4 separate regions of the Mus musculus genome follow, and regions 1, 2 and 4 are each linked to region 3. Evidence: chromatin contacts called from public HiCAR-type and promoter capture Hi-C data. All regions are on one chromosome and are shown on one strand. The core of a region is the stretch at or near the end of the contact, and the rest is flanking DNA. Distances in the headings are between cores, read along the strand shown. Region 1 holds the start of Fam102a (family with sequence similarity 102, member A). Region 2 holds the start of Tor2a (torsin family 2, member A). Region 3 holds the start of Crat (carnitine acetyltransferase). Region 4 holds the start of St6galnac4 (ST6 (alpha-N-acetyl-neuraminyl-2,3-beta-galactosyl-1,3)-N-acetylgalactosaminide alpha-2,6-sialyltransferase 4).

Region 1 (6,889 bases), core at 3,254-5,753, 2.1 Mb before region 3:
GGCCCACTCCAAGTCACAGCTTCTCAGACAACCTAGCACTCAAGTACAAAGCCGGAGGTGGCCTTGAAAGAGATCTTTCTTCTCCTCCTGGCCCCACCCACTTTCCTGGTGCAAAGAGGAGGATTGAAGCCCCGGGGACAGAGGTAAGGGCTAGACTACAGTCTGGCCAACTGTGTCACATATTCCTCCCATGAAGTAACTCTGGCAGGACACTTCTGCCCCAGACTGGTTTCCCCATCCACAGGCTAAGGAAGCAGTATCCTCTCCTCTCTCTTCTCCTTCCTGCGAGGTAAGCCCGTGTTTCCTTGCACGCCTCTCCCATGCGTGTGGCAAGCCAATGCCAGGGAGGAACATTCTCCTGCTCTGACGGCCACGTGTACACATTCGCCTCTGCCAGAATCGCCACACTGGATGGGACCTCTGTATCCTCCTGGACACTTGCTAACCCTGAAAACCCTCCCAGGTACCACTTGGATTATCTTCCTGGGAGGCCCCAGGCAAGAACACATAGCAAATGCCCACTATGTGGAGGGATTGCCTATGCGTGACCACAAATACATTGATTCCTTTAGTCCAGAGACTCTATATTTACCTTGGGCTTCACAAAACCAAGTTCAGTGCCTCAAAACCGTCCAGCACCAGACTCTGCTGTACCACCCAAGCCACTGAAAGAAGCCTTTGTCGAGTCTGGAATGTCCCATGGATCTGTAGTTGCTTCTGACACATACCACCAAGACAGGGCTTTGCACTAGACCTGCTGCAATCAAGTTCTATCTTTGCTACTCTCTGGCTCGGTAACATGGGTCCAGTCACTTCATCTTCCTTTCTCAGTGTCCTCACCCACAAATAGGGTTAGATGGTCAGGTATTTGGGTAGTCCCTGGCATCGGCAAGCATACAATCAAAGAAACCCACTATGAGAAAGGAATTTTCCCCCTGTGCCATTTACTACCTGGTAACCTCTAGTGTGTGGTTTTACCACTTTGGTCTCAGTGCCTCTCCAGATGGCTGGGAGGATTAGTGGGGATACCCTGCTCAAAACACTCAGTGCTATGCCTAGCACAATCTGGGCACGAGGACTCTGGTTGCCGTGGGAACTGCTGCTCCTAAGGCAGTGTTGGAAGATAAGGGTAAGAAACAGCCCCAGGAATCACCTGTCGCACCTGTTCCAACTGGGTCAGACAGAGCTGAATACCAGCCGTTGCCATGGCACTCAACACACTGGAAAACACCAGCTAGGAAACAGGGTGTTGCAAGGGTGGGGCCTAGGGCTGTAGTCAGTCTGACACCACCCATGCTGCCAACAGTCCAAAAAGCCATCCTAGGGTTGGAAAGATGTGCTAAGCAGGTCCAGTCACCTCAGTCAACTTATAAACAACAGGATCAAGGTAGTAGAGAGGTGGCTGAGGCTCCTGGGGTACAAAATAAATATGGGAGGGGTATGGGCAGAGGGAAAGGCAACATAGGAACGCTCATCTCCTTGGTAAAAGCCCACAGAAGCCAAAGCCACTTTAAAGCGGTGTGGGTTCCGACATCACGGCTCTCTGCCGCCACACTTGCTCAGCAGTACCCAAGTGTCCAGGATCTAAGCACTGAGATTTGGGCCTCAATGGCAGTCCCTTCCTCTTTAGTACCCCACCCACCCAGATGAGGCTTTATTCCAGATGGGAACCTGGGCTTGGCTGGGTTCAGAGAATCCGTGGCCTCTTGCCAGGCGGAAGAAGGGAAAACAGAGGTGAAATCCAGAGCATGTGTGCTAAGTAAGTCCTGGAACTTTCCAGACTTTCCAGGATGTGGGGACATGTTGAGGCAGGAGAAAAGCTGACAGGTAGGGTCACAGTGGCTGGCTAAGGGTCTAAGTAGACATGTGAAACTTTAGCCTGGGCTTGGTACAAATTCCTTGGTACTGTGCTCAATCCCAGATCACTTAAGGACCTCTGCTGATTAAGGGGTGTCCCCCCCATCCTGTAGCCTGGGGTTGGGGAAGGCTGGGGCCGGGACCCCTTACAATACAGTAATCTTAACTACTGTAGCCACTCCCCTGGTCATGCATGGTACACTCTCCATTCCCCTCACAACTGAAAGGTGAACATTACTTCCCCATTTTACAGTAAGAGGAAACTGAGGGTCAGAGGCACAGTGTAACAGCTAAAGTCACTCTCTCTGAGCCTCTGTTTTCACCTCTGTAAGAATGATTCCCCCTCCTCTACTCCTGCTCCGTGGGTGGTGTTGAGAGGTGCTAGTGAGACCGTGAGCAGAGCACCAGTAATTGCCAGCACGTGAGATCAGGGAGACTGGGTATTTCTCAGTGGCTGACCCCAGGTCCAATCACTGAGCACAACCCTCTGACACTGCGCCATGGCCGGACCAGCCGGTCGTTAGGAAGGGTAACTGCAGGGATTACAGACTTCACAGGCAGAGGATTGCAGCCACCCCCACCACAAAGGGCAGCCCTTGTCCAAATTCCTCAGATAAGCGGCCCTGAGCAGAACAGGAGGCCCAGTGCACAGAACAGGCACCTCTATCCACAGATTCCAAAATCTGAATCAGACCACATAGCTTCTCTCCTTCCAACAGAATTCACCCAACAGGTCTTCCAACTGGCCAAATCTGGTTGACAAATGCCTCCGGCAAAGTCTCTGGCAACCAATTTACTTCCTCTTTCTGGGGCTCATTATCCCAATCCGTCTAACACACCTCTGAGCGCTCTGAATAGTGGGGCAGGTCCAGCTAACTAGGCCCACAAGACCTAAGAAGCAAGGGACAGGCTAGGAGGGGGAAGCATCTCGGGAGCTGGGCCAGGGGCCTATCTACTGCAACTTCCCTTTACAAAGCTGATGGAGAAACCTGTATTAGGTCCAGTGTGCCGAAGAGGGAACAGGAACCCAGAAAGAGCCTGAACTTGACTTCCTTTCCCCATTAGCTGGACTCTACGGACCTCTGCAGGCAGGTCAGGACTGTGTGACCGCCATGAGCTCAACCTGCAAAAGGTGGACTGGGACCTCATTCAGCAATAAACTGGGAAGCTGGACCTACTAGGACGATGACGGACACAAAATCAAACCCGATGGCTTTTTTCACAGGGGAAGGCAGTCTCCTGGCAAGGACATTTGCATTGCAAAGCAGTCCAGCTTTAGCCAGTGGAGGGCAGTCACTCAAGAGGGGGCTGGGCAACCCAAAATCCAGCCACCTCCCGCAATCAAATCCAGGGAGTGCCTGGAACTGGGCTTTCCCAGCCAAGGGGAGAGAGCCAGAGAGCCCTGGCTGGCCCAATCTCTCAATCGTATGACAGCCACAGGAGCCAGCTTGGTGGCAAGGTGGCCTGAGACACCCTTACTTAATCCCTTAAAGTGAAAATCTCAGTCAGCTCTCTCCATACAAATCTGTAAAACGGGTGACTTGAAGAGTGCACGCAGGGCCCTAAAAGGTTTCTGGCTGGTCACCTGCAGACAAATGCCAGGCGCTCTGCCAGCTCACTCAGACCTAAGTCCTGCTTAGAGCAAATCTTTCCCCAGGCGGGCCCCTTGCCCATCCGTCCCTAGCTGAGTCTTCCACATTTGCCAAGTGGCTAGATCTCACTCATCAGCACTCCCCACCCTCCCCTGCAAACGCGAAAACCTCAATGCCTACCTGGACGACAAGCTGACAAAATCCCCGCCATCCAGCAGCCGGACCTTGCAAAAGAGGACCCCGTTCACGAAGGGGACCGCAGTCAGCTCCTCCAAGGTGAAAGTGGTTTGAAATTTAAATTTCTTCTTCTTCATCAAAAAAGCCATGAGCAAGTTCCCTGAGTCTGAAGCCCGCAGGGCCAAAAAGAAAAAGAAAAGAAAAAAGAAAAAAAGAAGGGGATACTAGAAAACCCCAGGATTCCTTTCCCGACACCACACCCCCCTCCTCAAAAACACCAGAGCTGGATCCAGTCCAGATGGCGGCGGAGGCTGCGGGCAGGAGAGGATCTGAGTTCGGAGCCCCAGGTCCAGTGAGCCGGCTGCTCTCACCCTCGGGGAACCCGGGCTCCACTGACATGTAAACAGCGAGGTGCGGCCCCGGCAGCGGGGGCTGGCGTGGAGGGCGGCTCGCAAGCGAGCAGCAGCATCCCGATCCGCGGGGCCCGGCGGACCGGTGAGACTGACGGAGACGGCCGGGCGAACCGCTGGAGACCCGGGCGGCGGCCCCGCCTCCGCCCCGCTGGCTGCCGTGGGAGGTGCCCAGGCGACGCACACGCCTCCGCACCTGGCGCACCGCGGCCTGCGCAGGTGAGGCCCCGGGAAGCGGAAGCCACCTCGGCGACCGACCCGGCTCTGCAGGGACCGCTTCGGGAGGCTCTGCCGGGCCGGGAACGTGTGCCGGTCCGCCTCCCGCTCAGTCCTGGGACCTACGCCGCTCCTGCCCTGCCCGAGTCTCAGGCGCCTTCCGACCCGGCCGGATGGCTTCTGCCTCGGTTAGCACCGCTGGAGCACAGCGGCGCCGTCGCCCGCACCTCCGGACGCAGCCGGCTGAGCCCGACGCAGCTCGGCGCTGCTCGGAGAATGCCGAAGCCCCGGCGCGACCGCCCGCGGAGCCGCGGCCGAGAGCAGCAGGGGCGGGGCGCGCGAGGCTCACAGCCAACCTGCGATTGGACAGGCCGACTGTACGAACACGAATTTCTATTGGCTGGCGGTGGCGTGGGGCGGGGCTCGCGGAGGCAGGGCCAGTTGAGGGCGCTCGGATTGGAGCGCTCGCGGGGCTGGACCCGCCTCCTTGAGAAGCGCGGTGGGGGGGGGTGCGGAGAGGCGGTGGGAGGTCGCGGGGTGTGGGGGCCGGCACTGGAAAGAACGGGAGGAGAGCGCGAGCCCAAGAAAAGGAGAAACAATGACTAGGGGAAACAATCTGGAAACTAGGGCTAGAACGGCCTGCCCGGATCCCGCCAAGACCTGAGCTCAGTGAGCAATGAAGCAGGCTGAGGAGGTAGCACCCCTGTTCTCAGGAAAACAATCGCAGAGGTGTCTCAAGACCTATGCAGGTCTTGCTCGCCTCTAAAAATGACAAGCATCTGTCCTGGCTTTGCCGCTCTTGAAGATCCATTGGAGCCCGGCAACCTTGTGACTCGGCCTGCCTGGTTCCAGGCTGTTATCTAAGGCTTTTGTTTAAAGTTTCCCGATAGTTATGGCAAAGGACACCTTGGGGACCTCGTACTCTCCAAACTATCGGCATTTTATGATTCTTTTTATCCAGGCCGCCAGTGTTTAGGAACTCTGTCCTGAGTCAGGCAGGCACCCAGTGGAAAGACTGGATCTGAGAGTCTGCTGAAGAACTCAAGTAGGGAGGTCAGAGGAGGCGTGTGCTTTCGGATTGGAACGGAAGTTCAAAGGATTCTGACACAAAGCCGGCCAAGCATCGGGGTACAGGCAGTGGCAGTCACTAGAGGCCTGCTGGCCCGGCAGCATGGTACTCAAAAAGTTTGTGGAGTATCCCTGGATGAATTCTAATTTGAGAGAACAGCAGATCAGGCTAGAATCTGGCCCAGTCTTGTAGACCAGAGCAAAGAAGGAGGCATCTCCTGGTTTTTTGAGCTAGATAGTGACTTGATTGTTCTGGCATCAGATAACTTGGAGGAAAGAAAATGGGGAAATGGGTGAGTGAAAGGCCGTTTTTGATCCGGGCAGGAGATAAGTTAAGGTCTGCTGGACTTCCCTGTGGAAAATTAAAGAGAGTTGGGCTGATTGGCATTTGAGATGTAAATTCTCTGCCGGACATCATGTTTGATACCATGCATGATATCATGTTTGGACATGTGCATGAAGACTTCCTGAGCTTACATTTCAGAAGCATGGGTGGCAATCTCTGCTCCTCATAATTGTCCCATAATGTGGAAAACGCAGTCAGATTGGAGATGAAACGAACCAATCCATCCAGACCTCCCTGATGTAGCTAGGCATCTCCTTTTGAAGGTGAGGAAGTAGAGGCCTGAAGGCTTTGTCTTTTAAAAAATAAATTACGTTTGTTGATATGATTGGGCACATGGCACACAGTGCAGTGAAGGGCAGAGAATAACTTAAGTTCTTCCCTTCTACCACGTGGGTCCTAGGGATTAAATTCAGGTCATCTGACTTGGCAGCAAGCATTTTTACCTACTGAGTCTTCTTGCCAGCTCCGACTGTGTTTAGTTTTTGTCTTTAGCCCAGGCTGGCCTCAAACTGCGTGTGGCTGGGGATGGTCCTTCTGCCTTTACTAAACCTTAGGATTACGGCTTAGGCTTCCACACCAGGCTTGGCCTGAAGGGTTTAAATTCTTTGGCTGGACTCTCAACCTTTCCCCTTAAGGCCTGTTCCCTAAGGGAAGAGCCTGTGGCCCCTGATGAGATATCTAAGAAGTCAGCCAAGAGTGTCTGGAGGCCTAACTGGATCCTCAGTTTCAACTGTGTAACCTCAGGCCTCTCCAACAATTTGCCGCCAGGCCTGGTTCCATTTGGTTCTGTGTAGCCTAAAGGCTAGGAACACCCTGCCACCCCCGGAAGTGTCCCTTCTCACTTCCCAGGCAGTGCAAAAAGCATGTTAACAGGACAGGAAGCAAGAGACAGTTTGGTGTGAGACCAGAATACTGGCTGTTCTGAGGCCAGCCTGGTCTACAGAGTGAGTTCCTGGACAGGCAGGGCTACACAGAGAAACCCTGTCCCAAAGAACCAACATGGGGCCTCAGTTTGTAACCCTGAGGTGCAGGATCTACGGATGGCAGGTATTACGTATAGTATAGTATAGTATAGTATAGTATAGCATAGTGAGGACTAGTGCTTTGGGGTCGACAGTACTATGCTCAAAAGCTAGCCAATATGCTATTGGCTGTTTGTGGCAAACAAGCTTGGGTGCAAGCTTTGCTTGCACGGGAAAGAATGTTGGAAAGCTTATTCCAAG
Region 2 (7,378 bases), core at 553-3,052, 2.3 Mb before region 3:
CCTAACAGGTTCTGAAGGCTGAGCCTCCAACTGGCTGTGTGTTTTGGAGCCCTCTCTGGATTAGGATGGAGAAAAGGGACCAGGACACATCTGGCCTACCTTGTACTGCTCAGTGCGGCTGGGATGTGGGAAATGGATGATAGGGGAGAAGTGATGGACGTGAGGGCTGCGAAGGCCATCCCGGAAGAGATGCTGTGCCAGCAGGGAGCTAACGTAGGACTTCCCGGTGCCTGTCCAGCCGTGCAGGGAAAGGACCAACGGCTTGCTGGGGGCTGGGTCCTGTACAAAGGCCTTCAGTGACTTCACCACCAGGGCCTTGGCCAAATGCTGGCCAGCCAGGTGTTGAGCCAGGTCACATTCCAGACCTAGGGCCACAGAAGGAACGCATATCAAAGCAGATGACAGGCTGTTGACTCATGTCTGTCAGCTCAGCCCCTGGGAGGCAGAGGCAGCAGTAATCCTCCCAATCAAAGGCCAGCCTGGGTTTATGGTGAATTCCAACACACCTTTAATCCAGGCAATTGGGAGGCACAGGCAGGGAGATCTCTTTTGAGTTCGAGGCCAGCCTGGTCTACATAGTAAATTCCAGGCCAGCCAAGCAGGGCTACACAGAGAAACCCTGTCTCAAAACAAACAAACAAACAAACAAACAAACAGCACTGGCTGCTCTTGCAGAGAACTTAAGTTCGATTCCTACCACTCACATGGTAGCTCTCAACTATCTGTAAGTCCATCCCAGAGGAGCCAACACCGTCTTCAAACTTCCATGGGCACATGGATGTAACCATACTTGCAGGCAAAGCATAAATATTAAAAAAAAAAGGGGGAGGCTGGAAAGATGGAAAGAGCACTGACTGCCAAAGGTCCTGAGTTCAATTCCCAGCAACCACATGTGGCTCACAACCATCTGTAATGGGATCTGATGCCCTCTTCTAGTGTGTGTCTGAAGGCAGTCGCAGTGTACTCATATAAATAAAAAAATAAATAAATCTTTAAAAAAACAAAAAACAAAAAGAGCCAGAATATGGTGGTGCAAACCCTTAATCTCTTAGCACTCTGGAGGCAGAGCTAAGTGGATCTCTGGGAGTTTGAGACCAGCCTGGTCCACATAGTGAGGTCCAGAACAGTCAAATCAGTGTAGAAAGATTCTGTCGGGAAAACAAACAAACAAACAAACAAAAAGCATCAGAGGGTCGAAGGCATGTGTCTAAGACCTCTGGGATACTTGTGTCCAAACGAGGGACAGGATCAGTCACCTCGGCAAGGGCCAGTGCGGCACCGCCCCCTCGAGGCGGTTCTCCGGGTTGCACCAGCCCCGAGTAGACGACAGCTGTCTACAGGTTCAGGCGACGGCAGGTTTCTCCCCCGGTGTGACAAGTCCGCACAAGGGAGGCCTACCACAAGCCACTGGGCGCCCCTCTGTCAAAGGCTTCCCTCCACCGGGCCCCCTCCAAACCCTCTCCTCAGGTTTGCACCAGAGGCTCTCGGATCCCCACCTCCGCCGGCGGCCGGCGGGGCGGCAGATGTTTCGAGCCCCTGCGAACTGCCGGCTGCCCGCCCGTCCGCACCGGCTCCCACCCCTCACCCGGCAAGTCGGGCCAGAAGTCGCATTCGCAGAACGAGCCGAAGGTGCAGCGCAGAGAAGCCACGTCCCAGGCGGCGGCGGCAGCCAAGGCCAGCCCGAGCAGCCCGAGGATCGAGCCCCAGGGCCGGTAGCCGTGCCTCGCCACCGCCATCCGGTTGAGGCCCGATTTCGGTCAGAGGCCGCCCACCGCCAGAACCTGTGAACTACAGCTCCCGGTGTGCACCGCTCCGAGGCAGCCACGCCCATTGCCTACAACTCCCGGCTCCCCTTCCTTGGGGCTCTAAAACCCACAGGTTGTCTCGCAGCAGTACTGCAAATAGGCCTCCTGGGGGAGCCCGCGAACCACCCAGTCCCGCGTTGCCATGGTCACGGGTAACTAGCGGCCCGAAACCTTACCTCAGAAAGAATAAAAGATTAAGAGAGTGAAACAACATAATAACAAAAACTTGAGCCGGACTTTACACTTTCCTGAGAGCCTTTTCCAAGCTCTTTTTAAAAATGTGACGGAAGAGTGCTCACAACCGCCTTTTGAGAATGTCTCTGCCAGTGTCAGGCAGGCGCCTTACATGGGATGCAACAGTACCTACTCTATACCCAGGGATGGTCAGCTCAATGAGATGTGGTCACATAAAGTGTTTTTGGCTCAGAAAATAGAACCTTCAAGATGGTTTTGTGAGCTGGGCGTGGTGGTGCATGCCTTTAATCCCAGCACTTGGGAGGCAGAGGCAGGCAGATTTCTGAGTTCGAGGCCAGCCTGGTCTACAGAGTGAGTTCCAGGACAGCCAGGGCTACACAGAGAAACCCTGTCTCAAACCCCCCCCCCCAAAAAAAAGCTGGTTTTGTAGGCAAAGACACTTGCCAACCGGCCTAAAGACCGGAGTACAATCCCCAGAGCCTACCTGGTGGAAATCAAGAACCAATCCTGCAAATTGTCCTTGAACCTCTCTACACGTGCGTGAGTTCACACACACACTCACAAAATGGATAAATAAGTAAATCAAAAGGCAGTGATGCAGCTTCACAAGTCTAAGGAACTCCAAAAGTGTGCTTTTTACTTTTCTTCCTTTGTCTCTGTCTTTTCGGGACAGGGTTTCCCTGTGTAGCCCCAGCTGTCCTTGGACTAGCTCTGAGGCAGGCTGGCTTCAAACTCAGAGATCTGCCTGCCTCTGAGTGCTGGGATTAAAGGTGTGTACCACCACTGCCCGGCCCCTTCTTTTTTCTAAGCACACCTCTCTAACACTTTGGGTGTCACTCCCTAAAGCCCTCTCTGACTATCGCGAGGCTAGCCTCTTTGTCAACTAATCCAAATGACATGGCTTTTTTTCTTTCTCCATCCTCCTCCTCCAGGCAGCATCTGAGATTTAAAGCTTGCCTGCCCCAGGGTTTTTCTTTTAAACCCTAATAAAAGTTTCTCAGAGCTTAAAAAAATTTGCATATATATGTAAATGAGTATTGCTCTTTCTTACCAGCTACTACTACACGCTAAAGACTAATATAAATCCAAGGAGAGGGGGTCCCTTATTGTCTTGGTTCTATTGAATTTGGAACCCAAGACATTAAGCTTCTTATCCAAGTTTCCTAGTCACTGAGCCATTGAACTCAACCCACCTCCAGGTGTGGTCGAAGATCTAATATCAAGAGCTCAGAGCAAAGAACCCCTGTGTCTCTAATTCAGTAAGCAGATTCCTGAGGCCCAGGCCTAGCCTGTGATCACCACCAGCAAACTTGCTTGTTCTGCTATTATAGCTCAGAAAAAGTCACCTCACCCACCAGGTGTAAGGGGAATTGGGATTCTAGGTTTCATATTTAAAGATTTTTTTTGAAGGGGGGGGCGCTCACTAAACAGCTTGGACTGGCCTCAAAGATTTGCCTGCCTCTGAGTCCAAAGTGATGGAATTAAAGTGATGAGTCACTAGATCCAGTTTAAAGATTTTTTTTAATTTAAATTTTATTTTATTTGTATGGCTATTTTGCTCACACACCGCATGTGTGCCCGGTACCCAAGGAGGTCAGAAGAGGGCTTAAGACCCCTTAGCACTGGAGTTCTAGATTATGAGCCACCATGTGAGTGCTGGGATTGAGCCAGAGTCCTCTGAAAGATCACTCAGTGCTCTTGGCCACTAAGCCATCTCTTCTGGTCTCTAGATTTTTAAAAGCCCTTTTACCTCAAACTCTGGACTTCTTGTGGATGGGGTGAGGGCCGGGGGGGGGGGGAACTATGGTTTCTCCTGACAAGCCCTGGGCTCAGAGAAGACTGAGGCCCCTACTTACACTGCTCTGGACTGACCGTCTCCCCTGCTAATACCTGAGCTCATGGCGGTCAGGGAGGGGCTGCTGTAAACCTGGTTCCCCATATCATCTGGGAAGTCTTTGGCGCTAACCAGGTATTTCCTGGTGTTGTGGACCGTTCACCTGTGGAATTGCTTCTTTCTACCAAGGCCTCATGGGACAGAAGAAAGAGTCATTAAAGTTTATTATATGAAAGAGAGCATGGCTTCTGTACATACATTTACACCAGACTTATTTACAGTAAGATGGAGGCTGTGGCACCTCTAGGCATAGATGCCTGCAGGAAGGAAGAGGGGTGGGGAGCCTCCCATGGCTCAAAAACAGGGAACCTCAGCAAAAGGGGGGCCAGCGCAAGCCGGTGGGAGGAGCAGAGGTTCCTGTCCATTTGGAAGGGAGACTTGGCGCGTGTGTGATGGAAGAATGGAGCTCAGAGTCCATTCAGGACCCTGGAAGTGCAAGGGAGATCCTGGATTTGAACCCAGAACATTCTTGGGCTGATCACAGTGTCCCTGTGGTGCTCTGGAGGGAATGTCCTGAGCCCCTCTGCCGCCGATGCTGCCCGCAGCTGCAGAGAGGCGAGATCTCCGGGGTCACAGCTCGCTAGAGCGGATGGCAGGTTCCAGCTTGTGGGACAAGGCAGTGAGGACTTTGTCAAACTTCTCATAGCGCCAGGCCTGGCTGCTGTTGGCACCCTGGCTGCCCCAGAGGAGCCGCATCTGGAACTCTGTGCTGAATACTTCCAGGAGCTCCGGTCGGGCTTGGAACCCTGCGGGGTGGAAAGAGGTAATCAGGGCTTCACAAGCTTCAGGGCCTGCTCACAGGGATCCTCCCCAGCCCCGCAGGGACACAACACAATGTACGAAGAACAGCACCTTGCAGGTGGTACCTAGTCTTTCTTCATCTATTTGCAACATATGATTTTTAAAGGACTAGATGATAACTGGTGTTTGTGCATGTGGCGCTGGCACGGGAACACAGGGCTTTGTGCATCTAGGCAGACACTCTTTGCTCTGCTATCTCAGCCCTTAAGATGTAACACACACACACTCCGGTAAATCTGAGGTGAGATCTCAGAAGAGCTTTCTTGTATTTTTCTGTAAGTTGCATTTTTCTTAAAGACATTTATAAAGTATATATAATTCTCTGAGAAAAAATGAAAAGAGATATACCATAATATTCATACTATATATCTCTAGGCAAGTGAATAATTTTCTAAATCTTTTTTTCTTTTCTTTTTTTTTTTGAGACAGTCTCCCTATGTAGCCCTGGCTGGCTTGGAACTTTCTATGTAGACCACGCTGGTCTTGAAGTCAGAGAGACCTGCTTGGCCTTGAACCCGGTACACAGCTGGGGATGATAGTGAACCCTGGTACTCTTTGCCTCTCAGAGTGCCAGGACTGTGAGGCTCATGCTCCCAGTTTATGCCATGCACACAGTCCTGGGGATGAAGTCTAGGGCTTGGCACACTAGCCAAGCACCCTACTAAGCCACATCCCCAGTCCCCCAGATTGTGTGTGTGTGTGTGTGTGTGTGTGTGTGTGGTTTAAATAATGCCCAAAGCAGTAAAAGAGTCATCGTTTGAAGCCACTTCCTCTACTCCTTTCCCAGAATTCTATGTTCCCCAGTAGAGGCTCCCTGAAGACCAGGCAGGTCTTTCTTCATGCTGGACCTTGGCTGGGCACCTTGTAACCAGCTACGGAAAGACAGCTGCTTACTTCCATGAGAACAGTGAGGTGCAGGCGATTGAAACACATGGCAAAGGTGTTCAGTGTCTCTCAGCCCACCTCACCTGATACCCTCGCTAACAACTGCCTATGAGTGACAAGACAGATGGAATAAAGGAGCCAGGAGTCAAGACAGAGGAGTAGAAGATGTCAGTGGATGCTTGCGGACCGAGAGGCATAGGTAGAGACAGATGGAGGGGAGCCAGGGACAGCAGGATCCTGGGGACATGACAGCTACTCACCTTGCAGCTTGACCTCAGCGTTGGTGTGGTAGAGGCCCCCGTGGTGGGCCACAGTGCGGGCGGCCTCCAGGTGGGCTAGCACAACCTCCACACCGTGTTCTGTGCTGCCCCAAGGTTCAGGACCCTCGGCGGGGGCAGAGTCACATTCCAGCAGAGTAATGAAAGGAAGTACGTGTGGAAACGTGGTGTTGCTCAGCGGTGGGCCTTCTGTGGAGAGGGGCGGCAGGCTCTTAGACCTGAAGACCCTTCCACCCACTACAACCCCAGAGATGTCTGGGGCCTCAGGAGGACCACCGAGGTCACCCTAAACAGTCCCTTCTTTCCCTGGTAACCCTATCCTGTCCATGACAGAGCATACCTGGCTACCCCATGGGACAGTCACGCTATTATCCTCGCCACCTCAGAAGTCTTTGGGAACCCATAGGCCGACACCTCTGTAAATGTCACATTGAGATGCAGACATCACCTACCTTTGCCCTCGTTCAGGCTCTTGAGGAAAGGCTTGAGCTTCTTCTCGTACAGAATGGCACCCTCCGTGTGTCGCTGTCGCAGGGTCATCCATGTCTGCTCCAGCCTTGAAATCTGGGAAGAGCAGACTATAAGAGACTGGCTAGAGACGGCGCCTCCAGGAGCAGCTGGCCACAGGTCACCCTGCTGAAGGCTGTGGGGTTAGGGTACACTGTCCCTGAGTACCACACAATGACAGCTGAGTATGGCTGTCAGTCAGAAAATGGAAACAGCGTCAACTGTTAACTGAAGCTGTTGCAACACATTTTACAAATCTTGAATCTCAGCTCTGGACTGTGTGACCTCACCCGTTACCGCTCTGCCTCTGGTGGCCACTCTGTGACACAGGACCATCCAGCAGCCTCCCCCCCCTCCCCTCCCCCGTGAAGAGTCAGTGCTGGTACCTAGCATACAGCAAGTCCATCAACTGATGGTCATTCTATGTCGTCTTTGTTTTGAGGCGCGGTGTTAAGTCTTGAATTTCTAATTCCCTTGCCTCCCCTTCCCGAGGTCAATGTAAAGAACCATGTTCTATATTTTAAAAGATTTACTTATTTTATGTGTGTGTGCCTTAGTATATGTACATGTGCATGCTAGGGCATGTGGAGACTAGAAGGGGGAGTCGGTGTTATAGGCAGTTGTGAACTGCTTGGTATGGGGGGCTGGGAATGAACCCTGCATCATTTGGCATGAATCGGACGCTCTCTTAAAGGCTGAGCCGTCTCAAGGGCATTCCCGTCCCACCAAAAGCACTATATATTCTTTAAATTCAGGGTTTCTGGTTCCTCTTACAAGCGGGTCAACTGAGGCCCAGGGCAGGAATCAGAGCGCAACACCTGGGAGACCTCTGCTTCCTGGTCTGGTCCTTCCCAGAGGAAGCCTAGAGACTCCGGGAGCTCTTGTATTTTCCATGCAAATGTCTTCCCCCAGGGAACGCCCCCCCCCCCCCCCCCCCGGGCCTTATGCAGACAGCCTAGTGGTTGTCCAGAGGTGCCCACAGTACCTGGGCCATCTCCAGGGCGCCCATGACA
Region 3 (6,659 bases), core at 2,565-5,064:
GCACATTCCTAGGCTCTGTGTATCTGATGCTTAGTGAAGGCATTTTTACACAGTGCTGGAATGATTGTGCTTGGCTAAGAACACACCTCCTTTATCACAGAGAAAAAGAATCCCAAACCCATGCGCCGAGGTCTCAGAGAGCGCCTCAGCCTGAGTCTGCAATTGGAGATGTGGGCGTTCAATAAGCATCCCCTTTAAAACTGCAACCGTCAGGAAGGGTGAAAGACGAGCCTCCACAGAACAGAAGGCGGCCCTGCTGCCCTCCTGTAAAACCTAGCCATACTACAAGCAGAAAAAGCCACAGGGGCCTGGAGCGCTCTGCACACGGGAGCCTGCCTGGAGAAGGGCAGGGCATGGAGACCTGAGGGGAAGCTAGGGAATGAGAGAGAAGCTCCCCTGCCTTGGCAGAACCCACAAGTAGAGTGCAGGGGAGTGGAGGCCACTCGGGTGGAGTCCAGAAGCCCCAACGTCTCCTCCTCCCACCCCACACACCTTTTCCCACAGACCCATCCGAGGCCCCTGGAAAAACTAAATTGCTACTTGAAGTAAGACGCTAAATAAAAAAGCTTTGAAGCCAGCCTGGTGAGCTAACGACAGTTTATGGGGACACATTTTATGGGAAATGACCTCCCCATCCCAAATAACCAAGCTGCAAACCAACCAGGATCCAGTCCTCCTGCACAGGACCTATTCCCTGCAAGACACTGCCCTCCAGACATTATTTCACGGAGAACACGGCTTCCAGGCTACGTCCCCCAAAAAACAGTACATCACTGTGAGGCAAGAGCATGCCATTGAAGAAATACAGTTGGCAGAATACAAACCCAAATCAAAAACAAACAAGCAAACAAAGCAAACAAGCCTTCAGAGCCAGGACTATCACAGAGCTCACATTCACAGCCTCTCCAGTCTCAGGTTGCCTCTGACAAGGAACCCGGAGGCCCTGGATCCCCTGCATTGACAGCTTAAGATCATAACACAAGGAATTTTACAAATGACCCTTGGGAAAAAACCCAAAAGTAGCCCAGAAGCTGGCGCTGAGCAGGAGCTCGGTAGCATCACTACAGCCCAGCACTAGGTGGGTGGAGGCAGAAGGACCCCCAACTCTAGCCAGCCTTGGGCACAGAGTGAGACCCTGCCTCAAAACAAAACAGCTAAGCATGGTGACCCACATATGTGACCCGAGCTCTTGGAAGGGGGACGGGGGGAACAAGAGGATCGGACACACAAAGTCATTCTTGGCTATTAAGGTGATTTTTAGCCAGGCCCAGTGACCTTGTATCAAAAGCACAAGCTGGATACAGCAGTGCAGGCCTTTAATCCCAGCACTCAAGAGGCAGAGACAGGTGGATTTCTGAGCCAGTGTGGTCTGTACAGTGAGTTCTAGTCCTAAACAAGTTCTGGATATGTAGCAAGTGCAGAGAACAGAGCCTGTCTGGAGATGTCAGGAGGAAAATGGAAAGAGCCAGGGGATTTGGAGATACACATCCATACCTGTCTCAAAAAACCAAACAAACGACCCCCCACACACACACCCCAGTGTGCTGGATTTATCACCTCCCATATGTGACAGATGTGACATGTTTGCATCCAGTGAGTACTCACCACACCCAAACACTCTGCTCACATCAGACCACAACTCCATGAGGAAAGTTTGATAAACCTCATTTTAAATTATTTTAAAATTATGTATGTATGTGTGTGTGTGTGCCACACACAGCATGTGAGTGGAGGTCAGAGGACAACATTCAAGTCAGTTCCATTCTCCCACGCGTGGGTTCCCAGGATGGAACTTAGGCTGCCAGACTTGGCAGCAGGCACTCTTACTGAGCCCCGGGTGGCTCAATTTCCGTCTACTAAAGGACACATATGGTGACTTGCCATATAGTCTGTGTAACTCAAAAATGTCCACAACCTTCCTAAGGTTGTTTGGTTGTTTGTTTTTTCCCTCTAGTACATAGGTTCTGGTCCCCAATGTCCCTTCCCTATTCATCTTCAGAGACACTCATTTCAAAAGGAGTCTGCCTGCCTGATAGCTACTCTTTTTTTTTTTTTTTTTGTGGAGACAGGGTTTCTCTGTATAGCCCTGGCTGTCCTGGAACTCACTCTGTAGACCAGGCTGGCCTCAAACTCAGAAATCCACCTGCCTCTGCCTCCCGAGTGCTAGCTACTATCTATGTCTTGATGTCAACACTAAAGTCGATTAAGACACATCCATAAGGCCAGGCAGTGGTGGCGCACTCCCAGCACATGGGAGGCAGAGGCAGGTGGATTTCTGAGTTCGAGGCCAGCCTGGTCTACAGAGTGAGTTCCAGGACAGCCAGAGCTTCACAGAGAAACCCTGTCTCGAAAAACAAAAACAAAACAAACAAAAACGACACATTCATAGAGATTTTGTATAACTTAAAATAAATGTCTGGTTTTGAATTCCACGTGTTCATATATTTAGGGGGGGGGCGCCACAAAAATGGTGCTTCTTTTGATTTTCAAATTTTCTTCCTCCTGAGACTTTCTTTGGGACCACAAAAAAGGAAGTGTGGTGGAAGGTACATCAAACACTATCAAAGTACGAGCTGAGTTTAGCCAACCTAGCCACTCTGTAAGAATTTTCCAGTCCTTCTTAACTACACGGAGTCAGCAAACTGCTTTCTCCTCCTCCAGGAAAGGGGGTCTCTACTGGAGCATCTGGCCTCTGTCTCTGCCCTAGTTACTTGAGATGGACCACAACGAGGCCACAGTGTAAATAAAAGTTACAGACGACGATGCCACCAACCCTCTCATTTTGTACAAACAGCCTCTTAAAATTAGTGGTTTAGACACCGTGGGCAGTTTCTCTCAATTAACTCTGCAGATACTGAAACCCCCAGAGCCAAGCCTGCAGGACGGAAGGAGGGACGGAGGGAGGGAAGACATGCAGGGTGGGCAGGACATGCATGAAGGAGCCTGGCGTCCGAGCGAGGCCCAGGTCCACCCGAGCGGAGTCTCATAAAGAACGCAGCCTCCTGGATCCCTCTCGCCCCGACCCCAGGCAACTCTGCCCCCAGGTCCAGAGCCTTTCCCCTGACCGCGCTCTGCCCGCCCGCCCTGGCCGGGTCGCCCTCACCGCCACCCGCCTGCAGCCCAGGCCGTCAGCCCTGCCTCCTCCGTCCCCAGAGCTCCTCAGACTCGGGAGACCCCCCGAGCCACACCCCTTTCCCACCCGCACGCCCGGGCCCTCCAACCGCCCTACCTGGCGGCGGCTGCCGCTCGCCCTCGGCCATCTTCTCCGTGAGGAGCCGGAGCGGATGCTCGCCGGTCCCTCTCAATGTTCACCCCGCAGCTCTCCCCGGCTCCGCCAAGCTTCCAGCAGGGAAATGAGCGCTGACTGGCTAGGACCGGAAGCCGAGAATTACAGTCACTCGCGCGAAGGCGGCAGCCATGCCGGTGCGAGGCACTCAGGGAGCATGCCCACCAACGGCCGTCTCGCGGCGGCCGCGCCGACCGAGGCAGCGGCCATCTTGGTGCGGGGCGCCGAGGAGCATGCGCACTAACGGCTGCCGCCTGCAAGCCAACTGCGGCGCTGGCAGCCATGTTTGTGCGGGGCGTCGGGTTCTGTTTGCTTGTTTGTTTGTTTGTTTGTTTGTTTTGGTGAGGGGTGATGGAGGGAATAGGTATGGCAGCAGTATTCTTGCGGAGCAAGGCCACCTGTCATCTTCTTTGTGCATGCCTCCACCCAAGCAATCTGAGACAGTCCCCAGTCAACAGTTGTGTTCTCCTGCCATTCCTAGAGTGACGTTCAAGGACACCAGTCAGACTTGAACGCACGTGACCGCCTCGACAGCTAAGGTGGCTTTCGGAGGCGGAGAGCACGAGCGGGACAGCGCCTACCGTTGTGACCCCGTGACGGGAGCCCAGCGCCGGGCTGCTAACAGCTGAGCTAGAGGTCCGTCTCCGCAAGCCCCGCCCTCTGCGGCCACTCCCCGGCTTGGGCCCACCCCGAGATCGGGGCGAGCGGCCGGGGACTGCGAGCCACCAAAGCTCCGCCCCGTGAGTCCTGCCCCACCGGCAGCCCGCCGGGCCCGGTGGCCGCGGGGCCGCCTCTACTGGCTAGCGGCAGTGACTCGGCGACCTTGAACCTAGAACCGGAGCCGCGAACCCACTGACCCCAGCACCCCAGCAGTGGCGCAGTCTTTACCCAGCGCGAGGGGCGGAGCGGACCAAGTGTCCGCAAACAGACTGGGACGATGTTAGCCTTTGCTGCCAGAACCGTGGTGAGTTCGCCCAGCAGGGCCATGGACGGGACAAGACGGGCGGGCCTCCAGCAACGGTCAAGAAAACCCCAGACCGGCTGGTAGGGTGCGATCTGCAAGGTGGATAAAGGAGACCAGGTAAGGGGTGGGTTCGATCCCAGAAGAAGACTGAGAAACCTAGGTTCAAGTCTTTTGTACCTTTCCACTCCACTCCTCCCTAATGCTCCCAGTTATTCGGACTCAGACACCTGTCGGGGCTACTGGTTAGAGAGCTCAGCCCTAGGCTATGCTTCTGCCCGACTAGAGCCACTTCTCCAAGCCTACCCAGTCTCCTTGAGTTCATCAGATGCCCACCCTCCCCATTGCATATTGCTAAGAGAACCTCAGGTGGAGACTAGTACTGAAAATCCCCCAAACAGGCAGGAGGAGGCAGGAGGTGGCAGGCTGCCCCTCACCATCCTTATCTAAAGCAGCTATCCTAATGGTGAGCTCCTGTCCTCTCTGATTCAGGCTGTCTATCCAGCTGTGAACTGGACTGCCCTGTCAGACACTGGGTTGGCAGCTAAGACTGAGATTCTACTAAGAGTCCTGGCAGCACCTGAGACCCTCCTCCAAGTCGTCCCGCCTTCCGTCACCCTCTGGGACCACCTTACTGCATAAGCATTTTAATGCTAGGGAGACTGAAACAAGGAGACAATCAAATCCCATGGTTGTGCTAATAAACTGAGCCCAAATGGGGTCTTTTGGCTTATTACTCACAGCAGAAGCACAAAAGTGTATTTCCCCCACTATTGATCCCAACCTGGATGATCCAGAACTCATTTAGAAAAAACAAACAAACCACCAAAAGAGGGGTGGCCACCAAGGCCCTGAGGTCTGGAAGGGAAACAGCTGGGCAGGTGTGTGGCAATCGTTGGTTGTCCACTAGTGGCCCTTCCCTGGCATCTCCTGTCTTGCACCATTCCCAAGCAGGGCTGATTTCAGGGCCACAGGTTAGCGGCCAGCCTGTTTCCACCCTCCAGCCAAGTTTTCCCACATCAAAAAGATCTATGAAGATTTTGACAGGTGGATTTTTTAATACCTCTCTTGGCTTGCCTCCCTGGCACTGGGCCCATCTAAAGAAGACAGGAGAGAGCTCCCAGTCTCCTCTTACCTCAGTACCTACTTCCAGCCCACTTACCTGCCTTACTCCTCCTCTTCTGGAGGCTAGCGAGAGGCAGAGCGGCATCTGCAGCCCCACAGCTACCACTGCTCCAGCCTTAGATGCTACCACGCCAGTGGCTACTGCCTCACCACCCTTCACGCCTGAATTGTGAGTCTTGTCTTCTCTTTCCAGTCCAGGCAGGTGGCCGCTCTTGCTAGTTTCTGCTCATCCAATTGGTAGCACAGTTAGGCTTAGAGGTCCAGCCCAGGCAGACAGACAGGGCTCACATCCTCAGTCCTGCCATGGAGGACGAGCAGCAGAGAGAGAAGGTATGGAATGGCGCTACTGCCGCTTGCCTGCCACTGTGCCAGCAGCCTGGGCCCTTCCTGTCTTGCTTTCTGCCACCTCCAGAGTCTCCGGGACTCCCTCTTCCTGCCTCTCTCTGCCACCTCTCATCCTCCATGCCAGGCCACTCAGCGCTCTTGCTGCAGCACTACCCACGCCCCTCACCACCGCCCCACAGTGGAGAGAAAGCACAGAGGCTGAAGCCTCCCCCAGAGGTGCTGTCACCAGCTTACCCATTTCCAGTTCTCTCCGATTTCTTAAGCTGGAAGCGGGGGGGGGGGGGGTGAGACATGGGGGGGCTTCGCTTAAAGAGTCAGCTGCCATCTCTCTCGTGCGTCCTGACAGGTGGGAGGTCCCCTTACCTCTGCCACCCCAATAATGTGACTCATCTACACCCCCACCCTTTCCTAGCCTTCCTGCATATATAGGCCCCTGAGAGACGGTACTCCTGTACCTTGAGGGCTGGGCATCTAGGGCAGGCCCCACCCATGAAGCTGTCTTTGCCTCCAGGGGATGGCATATAAGGCCTAGGAGTGTAGTTTAGAAAGAGCTGTGCTTCAGTCTGAGAGAATGAGTAGGCTGTTCTGCATCCCACAGGTAAAACCCCTGGGCCTCCTCAAGCCCTCCTCCTTGATGAAGGTTTCTGGTCGCTTCAAGGCCCACCAAGATGCACTGCCAAGGCTGCCTGTGCCCCCACTTCAGCAATCCCTGGACTATTACCTCAAGGCACTGCAGCCCATCGTGAGTGAGGAAGAATGGGCTCACACCAAGCAACTGGTGGATGAGTTTCAGACCTCAGGGGGCGTAGGGGAACGCCTACAGAAGGGACTGGAGCGCAGGGCCAAGAAAATGGAGAACTGGGTAAGTGAGGTGGCAGCAGCCTGACAGTTGCCTGGGGGCCGTGGGTCCCCCAGAGCTGATACTTAGTTAGGGGCATGGGG
Region 4 (7,247 bases), core at 1,374-3,873, 2.2 Mb before region 3:
CAGCCCAGCTCTCACTGTTTCCTAGAGCTGGGGACCCGCTGGCTCCCGTAGCATTGCCTGGCTGACTCACCTTCCCGTCTGGCACGCTGCTGTAGCCACTGAAGTGCAGGGGCCCTGGCACAGTGGATCTGGGGGCCGCAGGGAGGTGGCGGTCCAGGCAGGTTGCCAGGCAGAGCGGCAGGCAGGCCCAGCAGCACAGGAAGACACAGACAGCAGAGAATGTCAAGATGCACAGTGTGAGGAGCAGAAGGCGGCCCTGAGGGAGACAGAGGTCACGTGCCTGCGGGGTACCTGCAAATAACACCCAGCCTCCCCATGGAGAACCTCTGCAGCTCCATTGGTGAGACCTACTTCAGGGATGAATCTAGAGACAAGTCCCCCAATTCCCCTCTTTCCAGGTCAGGACACTCAGTTGGGGTGAAGCTGCTCAGAGCCACACAGCAAGGGTGCAAATTTCAAATGGCAGAACCCAAACTCTTATCTAGAACCCAGATACACTATGCAGTCACCCCAGGCCACTGCTACCTCCACTACCCTATCCCCAGCTGACCCAGTGTGTCCCCTGGGCTGGCTGGGCAGTCCAGGAGGTGGAGGGGGACTTTGAGGAAAGCATCACTTAAGAAATGCGTTCAGAGGCTGGAGAGATGGATGGCTCAGTGGTTAAGGCACTGACTGCTCTTCCAGAGGTCCTGAGTTCAATTCCCAGCCACCAATCAAATTGTGGCTCACAACCATCTGTAATGGGATCCGATGCCCTCTTCTGGTATGTCTGAAGAGAGTGACAGTGTACTCACATACATAAAATAAATAAATAAATAAATCTTTTTTAAAAACACTTTCAAGGACTGGCTTGGTGGTAGTGGCACGCTTTCTGTGCTTGCAAAGGAGCCAGGTTCCAAGAGCCCAGGCAGGGCGCCACACAACCACCCACTATTTAGATAGGTAGATAAAATAGATTAGATAGCTATCTCCATCTAATCTAATAATAATCTAATAATCTAAATGTCTAATCTAATAATAAACATGGTAGCTCATTCCTTGCCCGAGGCAGTACTGTTACAAGTGTGAGGCCAACCTGGGCTACACAGTGAGTTCCAGGCTAGCCTGGACTACAGACCAAGACCCTGTTTCAAAAACTGAAACAAATAAACAGAAAATGCTTCCAACAGTTGGGATGCTTCCGCTCAGCCTCTCCCACTTCTAGAAGAAATACACCGAAAGCCACTTGAAGAAGCCCTCTGGGTCGGTCACCTGGGGGTGACCTCCTGCACACCCACTGAAAGCACCCAGCAAGGTGTCTACCACTGTGTGCTGGGCCATCCATCTCAGTACCTGTGACTCTCAGAACTCCAGTTTTCTAGGCCCAAAGTCATTCCAGAAGAAACACTAGGAGCTAGCCAGTGTACCCAGAAAGGCAGAGGTGTAGAACAGCCCCCAGCACATCCTGCCAGGGGCCCACCCTTCCTTGTCTGTCCATAAGCCACATCAGTTTCTAAAAATAAGTCTTCTCTGTGTGGCCAGCTGTCCAGGAGACCGGGTTCACAGCTCCTAAGGCCTCCGGCTCTACACAACAACTGGTCTGCTGCCCACAAGGGACCAGAGACCTTGACTTGGGCAGTGGTAATTAACCTCCCCACTCCAGCACTCAGGGGGCTCACTGGTAAAGACAGAAAGACCAGAGCGTCACACTCAGTCTCACACCTCCCTCCCAACTAAGTGACACCGGGTTACTTCCATTTCTAGGTGAGAAAAACAAACTGAAACCAAAAGGGGAAGACACCGGCCTGGGGTCACACAGCCCCAGGAGCAGGGGGCTGGCGCAGAAGCAACTACTAAGGGCTGTGGGAGGGACTCCATGCTAGAGCATGTGCTTAGCATGTGCCTGGCTCTGAGTTTCATCCCCCGACACCAAAAGGGGTTAGGGGATCACTGTAACTCCGGGTGTGGGAGGCGGCTGTAAAGCTCTACCCAGGTCACCCCCAAATCCCCAGGCAACTTTTTCTCTTCCCTGTCACTTACCGGGGCCTTCATGCTGTCTCTGCTCTTAGCAGTCTGGAGGCTGCTGTCTCCAGTGCTTGGGATGAGAAAGGCTGGAAGCTGGTCCCAGGATATGAGAGAAACTGAGGCAAGGGAAGAGACAAATCCAGATCAAGAAAAACGGGCCCAGGAACCAAAAGCCTTTAAGTCTCCAAGCATGTGACAACGTGTCCCATTCTAAAGGCCGTGAGTTCAGAGACCTTGCCAAACCAATTCCCATTGTGCAGATGGGGAAGGAGAGGCAAAGAGGAGACGCTCTCGGCTCAAGGTCATCCATTCGGTCGGAGGCAGGCAAAGAAAGCCAGGAGCCAGGAGAACATCGTTCCCATCCATCCCAACTCTCTACCGCGGGGTGATGGAGAGGCCTGGGGCGGGCAGGATGTGAGGTTTTCACCCGGCTAGCTTCCACCGTCCCCTCCCCAAGCTGGGCGCTAACCGAACGAGCGGATTGGAGTGCGCTGGGGGCTCAGGATGCGCTGCTCGGAGCTCCATGTCCAGTGCGCCGGGCCAGAGGGGCTGGAACCGGGCCCCGGGTAGGAGGCGGTGCTGCGGCCGCAGCTTCTGAAGCCTGAAGCTAGAGCAGCGCAGCCGGGGGCGTGGGAGGGGCCTCTGGGAGGGGCGGAGGCTTTGCGCTCAGGGGGCGGGGCCTGCGCAGCGCCGGCTAGCGGCGCGTGGATGTCTCAGAGACCTCCGGGCTGGGGGCGAGGTCTCGACGTCGAGGGCGGGGCCTGTCTAGTTTGTCTTCCCACTCTAGTCCTTGTGTGATTGGAAGGAAGACAGTAAGAGAGCCACCCGTGTGATGGCTACTGGCCGTGGAGAATTGAGGTTCTCCATTTCTGAAATTACCCGGGAAGTAACAGGGGATAGGAAATGAAGCAAAGGCTTCAAACTAAGCAGCCCTGAGTTTCAGGATAGTTGTTGGGTTGTCAGCTCAAATGATGTGAACTTGACTATGAATATCAGATAGGCAATGAAGAAACGTGTTTTTGAGACAGGACCCCACATTTTTCAGGCAGGCTTCAAACTCACCGAGATCCAGCTATCTCTGCTAGAGAATTGGGAGCTGGGATTAGTGGCTCAGGTTGTTTTGTTGTTGGTGGTTTGATTTGGTTTTAGGCTTTCAAGACAGGGTTTCTCTGTGTAGCCCTGGCTTGCCTGGAACTTGCTCTGTAGGCCTTGGACTCACAGAGATCAGCCTGCCTCTGCCTCCCAAGTACTGGAATTCAAGGTGTATGCCACCACTGCCCAGCAGGCTGTTTTTAAAACAGCCACTTTGTATTGGTTATGTCAATGCAGCCCATGCCTGAGGCAGGTCCCTCCCCCACACCCCACCTTTCTTTTCTGTTAAGTGGGAAAAATATCCCTGTCCCAGTGAGAAAGGGCAGAGACAGACAGCTCAGGGCACCACCAGAAAATCGTACTTCTGCTTGGTTCCTGTGGCCGTCCCCCTGCCTGTGATCCTCTGAGGATTCAGATGGAATCCCTCCCTTTCGGCTACTTTCTGACCTATCACATCAAGCGCATTCCTGCCTCAGGACCTTCCACTGGCTGCATTCTCTAGTCACTTTCCTAGTGGGACTCCTTATCTCTCAGCTCAAAGACCCTTGCCAACATGAACAGCACACTACAAGTTATTATTTCAGACAGGATCTTTCTATGTAGCTTTGTGTTTCTGTGACAGACACTATGACCGAATACAACGTGAGGGAAAGGTTTTATTTCAGTCTACAACTCCCACATCACAGTCCATCACTGAGGTAAGTCAGGGCTGGAGCCTAGGGACAGGAACTGGAGCAGAGGGCATGGAGGAGGGGGCCATGGAGCAGTGCTGCTAACTAGCCTCACATTCAACTACCTTTCTTATAACCATCTAGACCACCTGCCTGGGGTGGCACTGCCCACAGTAGGCATCCCTTTCCCACATCATTAATCAAAAAGAAAAGAAAACAGCGCCAAAGACACACAACAGGTCAATGATAGGCAGCTCTTCAACTCTTCATCCCTCTACCCACATGGCCCTAGTGTGTGAATCACACAGTCCAGGCTAGCCCGGGATCCTTCTGTCTGAACCTCACAAATGATGGGGTTACAGGCATTAGCCACACCCTTCCCAGAAGGGCACTGTGGAATTATTCTGAGTCACTTCCCTGGTTCTCATGCCCATGTGCCCATTAGACTCATCTCTGTCTGGTGACATTCTCAAGTCGCCTTCACCACCCACGTGAAACCCGACAGGAACAAAATGAGATGAGCGAGCCAGGACTGCTGGGTCTCTGAGGTCTCAGGTGACTTCCCTCATAGCCTCAGGCCCTGCCAGGGTTCCTGGTTGCAGGGAGAGTTGTCACCTTTGTGGGGGACCTCAGGGCTCTGAGTTCAGGGTCAGTCCCGTGGGAGCCAGACCTCAGAAGATGTGGCAGCAGATCCCAGGTCCTACTTTGTCTCCCTGCTACCTTCCTATGTCCCTGGCTAGATACCTCTGGGTGGCATCAGAAGATGAACATAATCTTGCCAACCAAGAAGAATTCCTGCAGGTGTGCCAGCACAGAGAAATCACCCAAGAATACTCAGAACAGGCCATGTGTCCTGATAGAAAATGATAATTCCTGGAATGGTCATCTGAGGGCAGCCTCTTCTGCAACCAGCCCTCCCCTGCTCTCGGCTCACCCTCCCCAACTCCCACCCCATTAGCCACTTTTCAAAGTCTGGCCATATCTGGTGGGTCAGTAGAATAGAGCTATTAAGATGCTTTTCCAGGGTCCTGGCTGATCAGTCTTGGGGCACATCTCTCACCCCCTCCCCAGTGGCCCCACAACCCTACTTCTTCTTCTTCTTTTTTTTCGTTTTTTGTTTTTTTGGTTTTTTGTTTGTTTGTTTGTTTTTTTCGAGACAGGGTTTCTCTGTGTAGCCCTGGCTGTCCTGGAACTTACTTTGTAGACCACGCTGGCCTCGAACTCAGAAATCTGTCTGCCTCTGCCTCCCAAGTGCTGGGATTAACACAACCCTACTTCTTGCTAAGATGTTCCCTTTCTCCCAAATTCCAGGACCTTCACTGTGCCCTTGCCCTGGGACCCAACAAGGACATGAATGACCCTTCTGGTCTCGGCCTAGAAAGTAAGGCACCTTTCTCTCCTGCCATAACCGGTGAGATGCTTTGGTAATGGCTCCTTTCACCAGGACTTAGGCCCCAGGCTTCTCTCCAAAGCTGTGTCATCCCAGCTGATAGCCTGGGCTATCAGGACAATCTGCACAGTCAGTGTCTTCTGTGTCCCTGAGGCCTATGTCCCTTCTTCCCATTTGTCACATTACATCGCAGAGGGAGGGGCAGGGAGGCAGCACCATGCCCTGGAAACACAGCCAGGTTCTAGAACACCTTGAAAGAAAATGTCACTGAGCACAGTTAGATCAGACTGGAGTCAGAGGCTGTGGCTGGTTTCCCAGAGACAGGAAGAGAGATGGTTGGGGTTGCTGTAGGCTAGCCCAAAACCATTGGGTTGGCCACTGAGGTTTCCCCATTTGACTGAGAGGTCACTCAAGATCAACAGTGACCCTTGAGGGACTCCCTGCTAGACCAACTCCAGGAAGCCCGCTTCTGCCTCCTTGATACCCACCTGCCTCTCAGAGGGGCATGATGAAGCCATTCCAGAGCTGGGAATCGAAAAGCCTAGAATTTTGGACTGATCTTGCTCCTAACCTGCACCTTAAACTTTTGGGCTTGTTTCCCTATTGGAACAAGGGTGCCCCCTCCCTTCCCCCTTCTCCATAGTGTGAGGCTAGGTGTATAGGAACTTGGGCCCCAGGCCCAAGTCATGGTGTAAGCTGGTTCCAGCATTTATTGCTGGGTGGTCTTGCTCATCCCCTTCATCCCGTGAACCTCCATTTCGTGGTCTGTAAAAAGAGAATATCAACATTTTTTAATAGTAAATGAGCTAAGGGTTGGGGTCAGGGTCCTTGCTCTATGCAGGGTACAGCACCGTCACCGAATGGGGCTGAGTCTTCACAGCATTAGTTATGAGGGTGCTTCCCTCTGGTGGCTGGTAGGATGAACTGCAGGCTAGCTCCCTGGGTACAGCTGCAGAATAGTTGCCGGCGCATTGTCCATAAGGGAAGAAGGCAGACACGTGAGTCATTCTGTGTGCACCTCTGCCCACCGACAGAGGCGACGGGCGTAGTGAGCCGGGCTGACAGTGGAGACGCTCTGGCCTGGATAGCGTACCATCTTCCACACATGTTCCAGCCGTTTGCGAAACCCATACACGGTAGTCATATCCACTAAGCCCAGAAAATAGCGTTGGTCTGGCCCGTCCAAGATATGGAGGGCATTGGGAAGGTCGGGCAGCATCCGGCAGTTCTGGTCCCCCGTTCCCTTCGACTTCGACACACCTTGTATGGACCTAGGTATGGGAATAGGATAAAGCTGTCGCCTCCCAGCCAGCGAGCAAGGTACAAATGAGCTAGGTACTTTAGGGGGCTGAGGAATAAAGGAATTGACAGTCTCGAGCTGCAGCGTCCCTTTCAAAGCCACTTGCCACAAGTGGCTGCTGAGCCCCGGAAATCTAGCCAGTGTTATGAGAAATGGCAGGCTCCAATATAAACTGAACTTCAAAGTCAATAGTGAGGGCTTGCCTGAAGAGACAGATGGCGCCACCATCTTTAAGCTCTTGTAGAGGACCAGCGTTAGCTCCCAGCAGAGAGCCCCTCAAAACTGGCGGTAACTTATCGCCATCGTTTGGTTATGAGAGCAAACAGCGCACTCATGCGCATGCATACGTAATTTAGAAATAAAATCTTTAAAAAGGGCAGTGTTGAAGATAAAGCAAACAATCTCCTCATCTTTTAGGTTGATAAGATTAAAATAATCAAATGTATTGACTCAATATCATTATTATTATTAATTTGCTTTTGCTGTTGTTGTTGGTTTGGTTTGGTTTTTTTGAGACAGGGTTCTTTTGTGTAACAGTCTTGACTATTTTGGAACTCACTTTGTAGACCAGACTGGCCTCGAACTCACAGAAATCTATCTATCTGTCTGCTTCTGCCTCCCAAGTGCTGAGATTAAAGATGTGAGCCACCTTCCTGACTTCTGTTTGCTTTTGAGACAGGGTTTCAATACAAGTAGCTCACACTGGTCTTGAACTTGCTGTGCAGCCAAAAATGATCTTGATTTCTGGTCATCCTGCCTCACCTTCTAAATACTGGGATTATAGGCATGT

What was found. Promoter capture Hi-C pulls out the DNA fragments that hold promoters and counts their contacts. HiCAR-type assays count read pairs that join an accessible place to other places.
Region 1: a HiCAR-type map of astrocytes shows a contact between it and region 3, with 2.8 times the contacts expected there. The contact joins the promoter of Fam102a here to the promoter of Crat in region 3. A contact is called at or near these places in 1 of 39 promoter capture datasets (liver), 1 of 115 datasets of contacts at active chromatin or transcription factors (astrocytes) and 1 of 9 other capture datasets (adipose tissue).
Region 2: a contact with region 3 is called in a promoter capture Hi-C map of liver, with 4 times the contacts expected there. The contact joins the promoter of Tor2a here to the promoter of Crat in region 3. A contact is called at or near these places in 2 of 39 promoter capture datasets (liver and pre-B cells) and 2 of 9 other capture datasets (adipose tissue and liver).
Region 4: a HiCAR-type map of astrocytes shows a contact between it and region 3, with 2.4 times the contacts expected there. The contact joins the promoter of St6galnac4 here to the promoter of Crat in region 3. A contact is called at or near these places in 2 of 39 promoter capture datasets (frontonasal cranial neural crest and liver) and 1 of 115 datasets of contacts at active chromatin or transcription factors (astrocytes).

What each region holds. Positions count from the first base shown.
Region 1 is chr2:32,532,973-32,539,861 of GRCm38.p6, reverse strand. Fam102a (family with sequence similarity 102, member A) reads right to left here and starts at 4,503. Exons shown (of 11, transcript NM_153560.4): 1 at 3,630-4,503. The coding sequence starts at 3,775.
Region 2 is chr2:32,751,658-32,759,035 of GRCm38.p6, reverse strand. Tor2a (torsin family 2, member A) reads right to left here and starts at 1,802. Exons shown (of 5, transcript NM_152800.3): 1 at 1,586-1,802; 2 at 100-365. The coding sequence starts at 1,736. It overlaps Sh2d3c (SH2 domain containing 3C), which reads right to left. Exons shown (of 12, transcript NM_013781.3): 9 at 7,351-7,378; 10 at 6,311-6,422; 11 at 5,841-6,047; 12 at 4,029-4,640. The coding sequence ends at 4,465. It also overlaps a transcript of Ttc16 not described here.
Region 3 is chr2:30,412,903-30,419,561 of GRCm38.p6, reverse strand. It overlaps Crat (carnitine acetyltransferase), which reads left to right and starts at 3,814. Exons shown (of 14, transcript NM_007760.3): 1 at 3,814-4,250; 2 at 6,316-6,579. The coding sequence starts at 4,224. Ptpa (protein phosphatase 2 protein activator) reads right to left here and starts at 3,512. Exons shown (of 10, transcript NM_138748.5): 1 at 3,230-3,512. The coding sequence starts at 3,260.
Region 4 is chr2:32,582,454-32,589,700 of GRCm38.p6, reverse strand. St6galnac4 (ST6 (alpha-N-acetyl-neuraminyl-2,3-beta-galactosyl-1,3)-N-acetylgalactosaminide alpha-2,6-sialyltransferase 4) reads right to left here and starts at 2,623. Exons shown (of 6, transcript NM_001276425.1): 1 at 2,474-2,623; 2 at 2,020-2,120; 3 at 71-256. The coding sequence starts at 2,031. Pip5kl1 (phosphatidylinositol-4-phosphate 5-kinase-like 1) reads right to left here. Exons shown (of 10, transcript NM_198191.3): 10 at 5,918-6,428. The coding sequence ends at 6,161.